Regions from separate parts of the Pan troglodytes genome. Here region 1 is linked to region 2. The links are chromatin contacts, called in public capture Hi-C maps. All regions are on one chromosome and are shown on one strand. The core of a region is the stretch at or near the end of the contact, and the rest is flanking DNA. Distances in the headings are between cores, read along the strand shown. Region 1 has its middle 37 kb from the start of VPS8. Region 2 overlaps CLCN2 (chloride voltage-gated channel 2).

Region 1 (6,572 bases), core at 251-2,750, 420 kb after region 2:
GTCCTAGCCCATTTTCTAGGGATTCTCCCTCATGTTCGAAGAGGGAGGTTCTCTATGTTTAATCTTGGCTCTATTTTCTTACAGGTATTATAAGTAAAATATCTTCTTCATGAAAAGAAACACAGAAATGTTCCAAAGTTTTGACTCAAAAGAATACTAGAAGGAGAAACTGTAGCTGGGAGGGGTGGCTGACAATGTGGCCTGAACTTGGCCTCCAGAACGCCACTTCTGTGTGGAAACAAAGAGGGGGTTTTCCCTCTGATATTTGCCACCACTCTGCTGACTCCCAGGAGCACAAGATCGCTCCTTTAAAGTTCTTTTCCAAGTCCTAGAGCTGAGATAGGTTAGCATCTTAAATAGTAGCCTTCCTAGCCGGGCGCGGTGGCTCACGCCTGTAATCCCAGCACTCTGTGGGGCTGAGGCGGGCAGACCACTTGAAGTCAGAAGTTCAAGACCAGCCTGGCCAACATGGTGAAACCCCGTCTCTACTAAAAATACAAAAATTAGCTGGGTGTGGTGGTGCACACCTGTAATCTCAGCTACTTGGGAGGCTGAGGCAGGAGAATTGCTTGAACCCGGGAGGCAGAGGTTGCAGTGAGCTGAGATGGTGCCATTGCACTCCAGCCTGGGTGACAGAGTGAGACTTTGTCTCAAAAAAAAAAAAAAAAAAAAAGAAAGAAAGAGAAAAGAAACATAACTATAGGGCAGTTAAGTCTATACACCTTAACTTTAAGAAGAAAGAAAAAAAAGAAAGGAAGGAAGGAAGGGAAAGAAAGAAGAGAAGAGAAAAGAAGGAAGGAGGGAGGGGGAGAGAGAGAGAAAGGAAGGAAGGAAGGAAAAGAAAAGAAAAAGAAAGAAAGAGAGAAAGAGAGAGAAAGGAAGAAAGAAAGGAAGGAAGGAAGGAAAGAAAGAAAGAAACTCTGGGAGGGTAGGGCCTTGCTTAAGGTCACCTGATTCCCCGAGCTGGCGCCAGGGCTGCGGTGCACTCTGTCAGCTCTGAGAGGGGTGTCCCTGCCCACGCCAGCTCTGAATCTTGCAAGCCACTGCACCTTTTGAGAGTCGCTCCCGAACTGCCTCCTACACAGGTGGTTCCCAAGCGGTTCATATCAAGGTCCCTTTTATTATCACCCCCCCCCCCTCCACTGCACCCCCAGCACCCGGGTTTGAAAGATCTGGCCTACCAAATGAACTGCAATTATGCAGTAATAATGACTCTATTTTCTCTCTCTCTCTTTTTTTTTTTTATTAATAAAAGACATATGTGACACACCATTCAGAGCTTTCAGTGGGGAGAAAACGAGTTTCCCCCACTAGGTTAATAGAATTCCACCCAGAGGCAGACAGTTAGCAAACCACCTTCTCGGGCTGTGGCTGGGAATCGCGCTACACTTGACAGCCCTTTCCATGGGCCTCCCCGGCCCGCCTGCCCTCGGCCCTGAAGTCAGGGGAGACAGGGGCCATTTCAGCTGCTCGCGCTCGCTTGCCTTCCCGTCCCTGCCGGAGTCAGCAGACCCTGACTCCTGGAGAAGCGTTGCTGCGATGTGTCAGCTGCTCGGGGAGAGGCTGGAGTGATGGATTCCAAGAGCTGTCAGGAGAAAGGGTTTACGGTCAGTTAGGAACCGTGAGCTCCTGCCCGTGGAACTGCCGCTGGAATTTTAATGCTCTGTCTCCCTGTGTCTGGGCACTTCCTTCCCTCCTGACCCCGCTCTTCAGGCATATGGAACAGGGCTCATGTCGGAGGGTCCCCGGCGAGATCCCAGGGCTTCCCTGGGTCCCAGTGTCACGGCCGAAAGCCAGAGGTGCGGCTCCGACAGGATGCGGCCGGCCTTCCTGCTGCGCTGGGCCTTGGCCGGGGCCCTTTGGCGAGTCACTGTCCCGGGCTCTCTTCCCCTTCATGGCAGCAGCCAGGCCTTCCCTGCACAGGCCTTGAAGGGAGAGGAGAAATGGAACGCTAGCCTGGTTTCTTGACTTCCTTCGGGCAACGAATCCATCTTGAAGGCCCACTGTGTGCCAGGCGGGGATCCAGGAGCTGGGGAAGCAGACGCGGCCCCTGTCCTCATGGCACCTCTTCCGTGCGGTGCTCCACTCTCTCCCCGACGAAAGGTAGACACGGAACAGGAAAGGGAAAAGAGTGGAGGCCGCCAGGAGGAAGATCTGCAGACCGGAGGGACCTCAGCTAAGAGGAAATGAAGGCCAGGCGCAGTGGCTCAGGCCTGTAATCCCAGCACTTGGGGAGGCGGACATGGGCAGATCACTCGAGGTCGGGAGTTCGAGACCACCCTGGCCAACACGGTGAAACACTGTCTCTACTAAAAATACAAAAATTAGCTGGGCATGGTGGCAGGCGCCTGTAGGCCCAGCTACTCGGAAGGCTGAGGCAGGAGAATGGCTTGAACCCGGGAGGCGGAGGTTGCTGTGAGGCAAGATGGCGCCACTGCACTCCAGCCTGGGCGACAGAGCGAGAGTCCATCTCAAAAAAAAAAAAAAAAAAAAAAAAAAAAAGGAGGAAGCAAAATAGAAAAACAGGATCTGAATGATTTGGGAGCCAAAAGGACACTGCACGTCCCCGGCTTTCTGATCACGGCCCACTGCAGCCTCAAACTCCTCAAAGTGATCCTCCTGCCTCGGCTCCCAAGGGGCTAGGACTACAGGTGTGTACTACCAAGTCTGATTAGTATTATTATTTTTTCTATTCTTTTTTTTTTTTGTAGAGACAGGGTCTTGCTATGTTGACCAGGCTGGTCTCAAACTCCTGGCCTCAAGCAATTCACCCGTCTTGGCCTCCCAAAGTGCTGGGATTACAGGCATGAGCCGTCATGTCTGACCACTTATGCCCTTCCAGAAAAAAAAAAAAATCCCCTCAATTTTCTTAAGCTGCTTGACATTCTGCTGTCATTCCAGAGCCATCCTGGCAGGAAAGCTTTCTGTTCTTTAAGAGTTGCCTCTGAAAATGCAACATTCCCACCCCCACCATCAAAGGGCTGCTGCTTAAATCACATCCCCTAAATCCTTAGTAGGAATGCAGTCTTCTGAGAAACCAGGCCAAGAATTGGGGACCAGGGGAACCTCCAGAGGACATAGATGAGCCCCACACACTTTCCCACCCCTGCTTGGGCTGCGCCCCAGTGGGAGTTGTGCTATGAGCGTCCCGTGGCCATTGTTAGCCACTCAGAAGTGGGATGGGGTGGAAGACCTTCCCGCACAGGAAGGCGGGGCCATGTCTCTTGCTGTCTACTGTATCCTCAGCACCTGGTGTTGAGACTGGCACCTAGTAGCTGTTCAATAAATGTTTACTGAATGACTGGAAGAAGGGTGCCTTTCTCTAGCCATTTCCTCACCCAAGATGGCCTTTGACTATTCTAGAAGGGGCAGAAGGGAGGAGGAAAAAAACTCCTCTCCTTTCTGCTGAAGGCTTGCTCTGCCCCAGGCTCTCTGCTGTGGCCTTGTGAGGCGGGCACATGCATGTCCTCCCATCTCTTCTATGGCACTTACTCCTGCCTCTGGCTCTGCCCACTGCCTCCTCTCCCCTCACCGTCTCCTCTGACCTCCTCACCTGGCCTCTTTCCCCACAACACCACTGAAACCACTCTGACGAAGGGCAGGGGTGATGTCCTGATGAAGCTGCTGGGAAACCCATTTTAGTCCTGACTGGTGGTGTTGGACCCTGTTGAATCCTTCTTTGTTCTTGCACCTCCTTCTTTCCTTGACACTATCCTCCCCTCATTCCCTGCACCTTCTGACCTTGGCTCATCTGTCCCCAAATCTACATTTCTTGCCTAAAAATTACTCTTAAGCATCAGACCCTCTACATCCGATGATTTTCACCTGGAGGTCCCAGAGGCAATGCATCCATGACCAAACTCAGCATCTTCCATCAGCTGTTTAATTATAATATCTGATTTTCTTCTCCTTCTCCTTCTTCTCCACTAGACTATGAGCAATCTGATGCTAGTCCCGATGTCTTGGTTATCTCTTGTGTATCCAGCACCCAAGGTAAGCTCCTGGCATATGGCGGGCATCCAGGAATGTTGAAAAATGACCCGTGCAACTTAGAAGATGCAGCCTCTACAGATCAGTTTCCTCGTTTTTCCCTGAAACTGCTCTCATCTGTTTCCCCGCGGGGAAGGAGCATCCCATGGCTACAACTCTCAAGCATCGAAATGGAACCTGTGAGAGTTCTTCACCCCACAGGGAACTCCTTCCACCAAACTTGGGGGAGCGAGAAAGGGGTTGTAAGGACTTGCCTTTGTATCTCCTCCCCCCCCTCCCCGCACAGGGCTGGATTTGCATATGTTAATATGGAGAACTGCAACTATTTAATGAGAAGCAGTGGGCCACGTGGGTGAGCAGAATTCCTTAGAGTATTTTTTTCAGATGTCTTAATTCACTCTCTCTTTGTTGTATTTCAGCAGATCCAGGTGTTTGCACTGAGTTGGTCCTGGTCCCCACTCCTGTCCCCCAAATCTCTGAAACCACAGATCTCATTAGATGCCAGGCTCAGCCTTGTGTTTGGAGGGTGATGGTGGGCGGAGTGCTCTGCCTACCTGGAAGCAATGCCAGGATGGCTGGAGGTAGCCTACTCCAGGCCAAGGAGCCCCAGCCCAGAGGTTGGGCGGGGATGTGCCTGAGGGGGGTGGGGAGGAAAGGATAGAATTCCAAAGAGGAGAACCCTAGATGGAGACAGCCTTCTGGGCTTTCAGCCCTTCATCTGGGTTCCACTAAAAACACATTTTTGCGTGTTTCTGTTGTTCTTAAGTCTGGGTTTATTTCAAGGGGAAAGTTATAAAGAAACATCTCTCCCTTTATTTCAACAGCAGCTTGTGCTTGGGTAGATTCTCATTTGTCTGGTCTGTCCTGCCTGGAGGTAAAAGGAGTAGGTTGGGGTGGGGGGTCCCAAGAGGCCCCAGGAGACCGAGGCCTCAGGCTGTGCTTGCCTCCAGTGTGTTAGACCAGTAGGTCTGTCACAGGTTCTGACCTTCCAGCTGACAGCAACACACACCGCCAGATGAGAGACTTGGGGGGTTGAGAACGAAAGGAAGGGACTTGGGGAAGCACAGAACAAGGAGAGGCCTGGTGAGGTGGCCCCACCTGGGAAACATCCACAGACAGACAGGCAAATGACCGTCCCCATGGCTGTTTGAGAGCCTTCCTCTCTGAACCCAGGGCAGCATCTGGCAGGTAGCCACCCAAGTGAGGCAGGGTTTTGCCCAGGTCGGAAGCCAGAGGTAGCATCCAGTCTCCCTAAGAATTCAGGTCCCAATCCAGTCTGAGAATCCCAAAGAGGACCCAGAGCCCTTGAATCAGTCCATACCTCAGAGACACAAAGAAGAAATGTCAGTGCTTGAAAGGCCCTTAGCCATGTAACCCACTGCCCTCATTTCACAGATGAGGAAACAGGCCCAGGGAGGGAAAGCTCCTTGCCTAGGGCACACAGTGGGTCAGCGATGGGCTGGTCCTGCAGCCCGGGCCTCAGTGTTCTCTGCACTTTTCTACTTTTCCACCCTGCTGCTTACAAGGGTAGGCAAATGGCCACGTCTCCACAGAGGGATCCAAGGGCTCTAATAAACATGCCCACTCATGGACTCACACGCATACGTGCACAGAACGTGTACACTGGCCCTCGGATCCCATCAGCTGAGCTTGCCAGGGCTCCCCCAGATATAACCTGGGTCTCTCCTCCAGGGTCATCTTGGGCATTCAGGCTCCAGGCAGATGTAGGACTCAGGACACCATGGTGGATGGTCCTGTCTGCACAGAGCTGGTGCCAGACACAAAGAGAACTTGAGGCCCAGCGCCCAGGCCCTGGCCTTCACCCACCAGCAAGAAATTCTTGCAGAGCCCTCTCTTGCTCTGAGACGGGCCTCTGCAATGACTCAAGTCGACGTGCTTAGGAAGGACTTGATTGCCACCTGGTGGCCATATCTGACATCTCACCCCAGCTCCCCAGTATCACAGTCCATTCATTTATCAAAGATGTATTGAGCCCCTGCTGTGAGCCAGGGAAGAAATATTTACTCTTGTTGAATGAATGAACATCCCCTACCCCCAAGAAGAGGTCAGTCCACTGTAGAAGACTGATATGCAAAGCAACAGTTACAATACAGGCTGATTAGTGTAATTATAGAAGTGAGCTTAGGATACAATGGAAGCTAAAATAAAAGGGAGGGGGAGTGGGAGAGGGTGTTAGTCCAGCTTCTATGTAAGGAGCCTAAGGAAGATTCCTCCAGGGGCGTGGGTTGACATGCTTCCCGGGGTATGCATAAGCAATCAATAATTACATTCATTTGTCTAAGAGTTTTCATTTTACCAAAAGATTGCACTTGCATTTCCCAGTTCATCCTCCCAGTAGCGCCATGAAGTGTGTATAATTGTCCCCATTTTACAAAGGAGGACACTGAGGCTTGGAGGAGGTAAGTGATTTGCTCCATGTCACTGTCTGGTATTTGATGACTATAATTCCCAAACCACTCCCAACTGAATCAGACTCCCACGGGGAGGCGGGTGCACCAGGCGAGGGTTACAGATGGAGGTCGACTGCCTCTGCCACAGGAGAGTTGGCAAGTTGGGGGTTT
Region 2 (5,835 bases), core at 526-3,025:
GTAACAAATATCTACTTTGTTCTTTTTCATTTAATTTAATTAGACATCATGGAACCCATTGGAGGGCCCATACTTCTTGGGCCTGGGAACAGTGAACTGACATGGAGAGGGACAACATGGCCTTCTGAAAGAATCCTGGGAGCAGGGCCAGGAAATCTGGGCTCTGGGCCTGACTCTGCTGTGCTGACTCAGGCACGTGACCTCCTCGCTGCATGCCTCAGTTTCCCTGTGTATTAATATGGTTAAAGCCACAGGCTTTTGAGTCAGACCATCCTAGATTCCAGGCCCAGTTCTGCTACTTATTATTATTTTTTTGAGATGGAGTTTCGCTTTTGTCACCCATGCTGGAGTGCAGCGTCATGATCTCGGCTCACTGCAACGTCCACCTCCCATGTTCAAGCAATTCTCCTGCCTCAGCCTCCCATGTAGCTGGGATTACAGGTGCCTGCCACCACGCCTGGCTAATTTTTTGTATTTTTAGTAGAGATGGAGTTTCACCATGTTGGCCAGGCTGGTCTCGAACTGCTGACCTCAAGTGATCCACCTGCTGCAGCCTCCCAAAGTGCTGGGATTACAGGTGTAAGCCACTGCGCCAGTTCTGCTACTTATTAGCTGTGTGTCCTTGTGCAACTTGCTCAACCTCTCTGAATCTCAGTTTTCTTATCTATAAAAACTGGAGGATCGCAATATCTAAGTGTGTGCTTGTGATGATTAAACAGTTGAAGAGCTTAGCACAGTGTCTCGCACATAGCAAGCACTCGAAAAATGTCAGCATGATCATCATCATGGATGTTTGAGGAGTAAGATCATTGTGGAAAGGCCTCAGAGGTTTTGGGAAGAAGGGCTTTAGATAAAAGCCCTCTCAGGCCTATTACCTTTTTTCTTGCAACTGCACTGCAGTTTGCCACTCATCCAAGGACTTCTAAGTTCCTTTATTTTTGCCTTTTTGTTTCTCTTTTGTCCCCTATGCTTCCTGCCTCAGTCTCCACTTGTCCATGCTATACTGGCTCTTAGGCAGAGCTTGTGTGTAAGCTGAATGCCCAAGCTGCAGGTTTTGGGTACATCTACCTGCTGCTTATCCCCTCCCCCAAACCCCCCAACGCTTCAAGGCTTGTACATTATGCCTGTCAAAAGTTTAGCTAAAACACCCCTTGGCTTCTGCTGGTCCCAGGAGCCATTTTACCAATGCAGGCTGCCCCCCTTAGGAGTCCTGGAAGCAGAGAGCTCCTGGCCTCCTCTGGTGTCTGCCTCACCCACCACCAGGCAGTCTACTCAGTTCCTCGCCCCATTTCTGCAGGCTGCTTTGCAGTTCTGCTGAGCCATCTTCCTGCGTCCCTACCAGTTTTCCTTCGGCCCACATTAAGGCAGACTTTCTGGGGTCTGGCATTCCAAGCCCCCCACTGGGTGTTTCTCATCTTTGTTTATCTCTTCTCTGCAGTCTCCCCACCCCTACTTGGATGTTTGTTAGCTTGTTTATTGCATTTTCTTATCCTGCCTGTTTCTCACCCATTTTTTTCCGCATGGGCGTATCAACCTTGTTGGGCTGTGGTGGCCTCCTGCCTAGCTCTGACCCTGGCCTGGCCTTCTGGCTTCCACCCAGCTCAATCCCTGTCTTTGTTGCTTTGTTGGTCCAGAGTTCCCTCGAGGGCAAGGCTGAGCAGAGGAAAAACGATGCCTGGCTCCACCACAGAGCAGGAGGAGGCTGCTCCCACCTCCCATCATCCAAGCAATATGTCTAAAAAACATCTCAGCACTGAGCCAACTCCCTTCTCCTCCCTCCTTCCCCACTGGCCTGAGTCCAAACTTGTAGGGGGACCAAGATCCCCACTGTGTCCTGAGAGCCCAGACCAGCCCTGGGCCAGGCTGCTGGCCCTACCTTGTGCAAAGAGGTCCGCTCCACCAGCTGGAAGGGAGCAGGATCAATTTTGCAGTCACTGAAGTTGACAGGTTCATCTAGTTGCTGCTCCTCCCACTCCAGAATCTGAGGGGAAGAGACTATGAGGTTTAGGGAGAAGGTGCCTGTAGCTGATCTCACCTCCCTGAAAGCTGGCCTGCCCTTTTTCCAACCCCGTGGTCCCTCCCATGGGGACAGCAGCCAACATGATGACTGAACACAACCAGGAAGAAACAGGGTCCAGAGTCCAGTGGCACCTTACCTCTTCAGGGCTCATCTCGCCTTCCAGGTCCGCGTCACTCTAGTAGAGAGGGAGGGAGGCTGGCAGCTAGGGGCTCTGGAGTTTATCCAGCCTAGACCCTGCCCTCCCTGCCCGGTGCCGCCGAGATGCTAGAAGAGCAGGCATACTTACTGCCAGGGAGATTCGGACCCGCTTCAGCTTGCGCTTCTCACAGGATTCCAACTTCTTCAGTTTTGTTAGAGCCAAACCAGAAAGATGAGGAGTTGAGGTTATAGGGAGAGGGGAGGTGAGGGGAAGTGGTGGAGCCCAGGGGAAAGGGCACGCCACAGGACCTGAGCTGACAGCAGGGAGGGCCGAAGGGCAGGGAGAATAGAGGCAGGCACTGCAGGGTTAATGACGTGGTCTCAGCATTGGAGAGGGAGCTGGGGAAAAAGCAAGCTAGGAGGACAGGCTCCAGCCACTCACCTCCGAAGCAGCCTCAGGGGGTGGACTGCTACAGAAGAGGCTCCGGAGGGCGATGCCTGCCGACTCTGCGCTCCCTGTGTTCCCAAACATAAGGCCCCAGGGGGCAATGTCATCTTTTGGGGAGAGGACCAGGAAAGGTAAGGAAGACACGGGGAGAGGTATCCCAGTTCCAGCCCTGGCCCATGTGGGCAGCCTCTTCCAGCTGGGATGTACCCCAGCAACAGGGCTGGGCAGGGACTCTAATGGATCTCAGTAGCTTGGCTGAGGCTCTGTGGACACAGGAGACATGGGCTTACCTGTGGGACTCTCTCCGAGGTTCCTGGTGACACTGGGCCCCCTCTTGAGTGCAGGCTTTAGGGGCTTGTGGGTCTCCCCCCGGGCTGCTGGGAAGGCTGAGTCTTCTGTGTTCACCTGCATAGGCAGGAAGGGGCTGGTGAGGCCACGGCCCCAGACCACCCTCCCAATCAGTCTACACAATGACATTTAGGAAGCGTTTGTGGCTTTTCCCCTCACCTGGAAGCAGACAGAAGCCTCAGGGCTAGGGGGACCCTCCTGATCAGATAGTGGAGAGGTCTGGGTGGCTCTGCGCTCCTGCATGTGCTGCCGCCGGCGGGCTGGGCTCAGCTGGGCCCCCAACAATGCCACCACCTGTGAACGCTCGATGGAGCCCAGCAGAATCATGGACTCTGGACAGAACAGGTGGAAGGACTCAGGAGCTGAGAGGGAGCCCTCCAGCCCCGTCCTTCTCTCACACTCAGAGTGGGGGGCCTTGCATGCAGGCCACACACCAGAGGGAAGCCCCCACCTGGCAAGTGCTGGCCCATTCCCTTTGGAACCAAGGAGACTGGTCCTGAGCTCCCTGCCCCTTCCCGAAGCTTCGACCCTGGGCGATGCCCCTAGCACCTGGGACCCCTCCTGGCCTCACCAGGGGACTCCACTAGGGCCAGCATTCGGCCCTTGGTCCTGTGCAGTGCCAAACGCAGGTCCCGGAAGGTGCAGCTGAGGGCCACATGGGGAACATCCCGCACCATGATGTCCTCCACACGCACCCGGTACTGCCTGGGGGCCGAGAGAGGCGCTTGGTTTGTGGTCAGCATGGGGAGAGGCGCCCAGAGCATTGCCATCCCAGGGCCACAAGGAGGGCTCCAGAGCCCATCCATGGGGACGGGAGCTAAGGACCAAGGGGTGCTCCCACCCTTCTTTCTGAACAGCAGGGGCCAGCTACAGCCCCTCCGGAGTGTGGACGAAGGTGGCTCATCTCCCAGCTTCACAGGCTCCAGGACCTTGCTAGAGGTGGCTGTAGGGGGATCTAGGATGCCCTCTGCCCTTCACCCACAGCCCCCTTGGCACCCAGCCCTCCGTACTGGTGGCGGCCCCAGCCGAGCTCAGGCAGGTAGGGCAGTTTCTTGATTCGAATGATGCTGTCATAGAGGGAGGGCTGCAGACTCTGGGCGACAGCGTTGGCCAGGATGACGGCGATCATGACAGGCAGGATGTGGGCAATCTGGCCTGTGAGCTCGAACACGATCACAGCCGTGGACACTGTGTGTGTCACCGCTCCTGCCAGCGCAGCTGCCCCTGGGGACAGTCACACTCAGTCTCCTCAGGGTGCCCAGGTCCCAGAAGACCCTCCACAACCAGGGCAGGTCCTGAGTGGGTCCCTCAGGGCTGCCCAATACAGTCCTGGGATTGGACCTGTGCATCTGAGGGAAGCCTGGTTTCTGCCAGCAGGGGGCACCAGAGTCTCAGACCCTGTGGCTGGGGCGTGGGTGAGGGGGTCTTCCAAGGCCGATGGGACCTGAGGCACTCACCGACCACAGCGTAGCCCCCAGGCACAATCCGGTAGGTGCTGCTGTCCGTATGAATTCCATCTGGGAACCAGGCAGCCATGCTTTCACCCACCAGACGCCCAAATGCTGCTCCTTCAGGGAGGGGGGTGGGAAGAGAAAGAGGCAGTGGAGGGGGAGGGCAGGGGGCACTAGGAAGAGAGAGGGTCAGAGGGTGAGGGAGGGGCCAACGGGTCATTCAGTGCAGGGCACAGCCCTGTGGGGTCAGGGTTCGGGCTAGGGCTGGACCAAAAACCCGCTCTTGGGCAGAGGGTTGGCTGTGGGGGGGGGTGGCCAGAGGCTGGGGAAGGTGCAGGCTGGGAGAGCAGGCAGCTGAGAACTCACCAATGACAAAGACAGGCATGAAGGCCCCACAGGGAACTGGGATGGTGGTGGCCAGTGCAGACATCCAGAACTGCAGGCAGGGGGTGGTTCAAAGGCAAAGAGGCTCCACCTGGCCCCAGGCAGCGCACAGCGCCACCCAGGAGAAGTCTACCTCGCTGATCAGGTGGGCGTAACCCTCCCAGCCACCCCGTAACCCTCCTAGCTACCCTGGGACCCCCAGGCCTCCCAGGTGATGGCAAGGGGAAGGACTCTGGAAGCAGATGGCTTGGGTTCAGATCATCGCTCTGCCCTCTAGCTGTGTGACTTTGGGCCAGCTACTTGTGTTTCGACTCCCCCATCTTTCAAACGGGGGTGATAATAGTGCCTTTCCCATGGCACTGTGGAGAGGCTTCGAGGAGTGAGCACTGCGTGGCAGGTGCTTAGAAGGGCAAGCTATGTAAAGGTTAGCAGTGTACACGTGAGGAGCCCACCTTCATGAGAATGAAGATGACCAGGGTGAGGAAGACGTTGGCACGTGGTGGGTTCCAGGCCTGTGAGGTGCTGGGTGGTTCTAGCTCCTCCACCAGGCCCTGGCGGACCCACGTCCGATTGTCAAACAGGGTGACCAGCGTCTCTTTCTGTGAGAGCTAGAGTGAACAGGGTGCCTCAGGCTGGGAAACCGACAGGATGAAGGGAAGAGGCCATGGGATCCCATGGGGAACAAGGGGTCCCACAGTCACACTGGGGCTGTTGGCTTTGGAGGAATGCCTTCCAAGGGAAAGCACAAAACTCCTGTTCTGCCTGTGGTTACCTGTCCAGCCATGAACTGTCCAAAGCCAGGGGGGAAGGTCAGCGTGGAGATGAGCAGGGTCACCAGAGCCGGGAAGAGCAGGCGTCTAGAGTCGTAGGTTTCACATCAGTCGTGGGTGGCCAAGGGCTGGGTGCCCTCGCATATCTCAGGGCTGAGGTCAGAGCAGAGCCTTGGCTCTTTTATGAAAACACTCAGTCCTGACAGAAGGTCTCCTTTGCTGTTTATGATACGATAGCCCCAAGGCTGATGGTGGACTGGGGTTATTCTAAGAGCA

Evidence for each region. Capture Hi-C pulls out chosen DNA fragments and counts their contacts.
Region 1: a capture Hi-C map of stem cell-derived neural stem cells shows a contact between it and region 2, with 4 times the contacts expected there. The contact joins two enhancer-like sites. A contact is called at or near these places in 1 of 1 datasets of contacts at active chromatin or transcription factors (stem cell-derived excitatory neurons) and 1 of 1 other capture datasets (stem cell-derived neural stem cells).

What each region holds. Positions count from the first base shown.
Region 1 is chr2:187,960,346-187,966,917 of NHGRI_mPanTro3-v2.0_pri, forward strand. No RefSeq gene overlaps it. Among named protein-coding and RNA genes, the nearest start is that of VPS8, 37 kb to the right of the region's middle. Within about 2 kb of position 1,501, at least 2 of the 24 cell types and tissues checked have an H3K27ac peak or open chromatin away from gene starts, as enhancers often do. A contact at or near this core is called in stem cell-derived neural stem cells, where this site is marked.
Region 2 is chr2:187,535,261-187,541,095 of NHGRI_mPanTro3-v2.0_pri, forward strand. CLCN2 (chloride voltage-gated channel 2) reads right to left here. Exons shown (of 24, transcript XM_016942411.3): 11 at 5,562-5,646; 12 at 5,242-5,397; 13 at 4,772-4,841; 14 at 4,412-4,522; 15 at 3,965-4,178; 16 at 3,526-3,659; 17 at 3,114-3,286; 18 at 2,897-3,011; 19 at 2,601-2,674; 20 at 2,307-2,360; 21 at 2,157-2,195; 22 at 1,877-1,981. Among named protein-coding and RNA genes, the nearest start is that of POLR2H, 8.7 kb to the right of the region's middle. Within about 2 kb of position 1,776, at least 5 of the 24 cell types and tissues checked have an H3K27ac peak or open chromatin away from gene starts, as enhancers often do. A contact at or near this core is called in stem cell-derived neural stem cells, where this site is marked.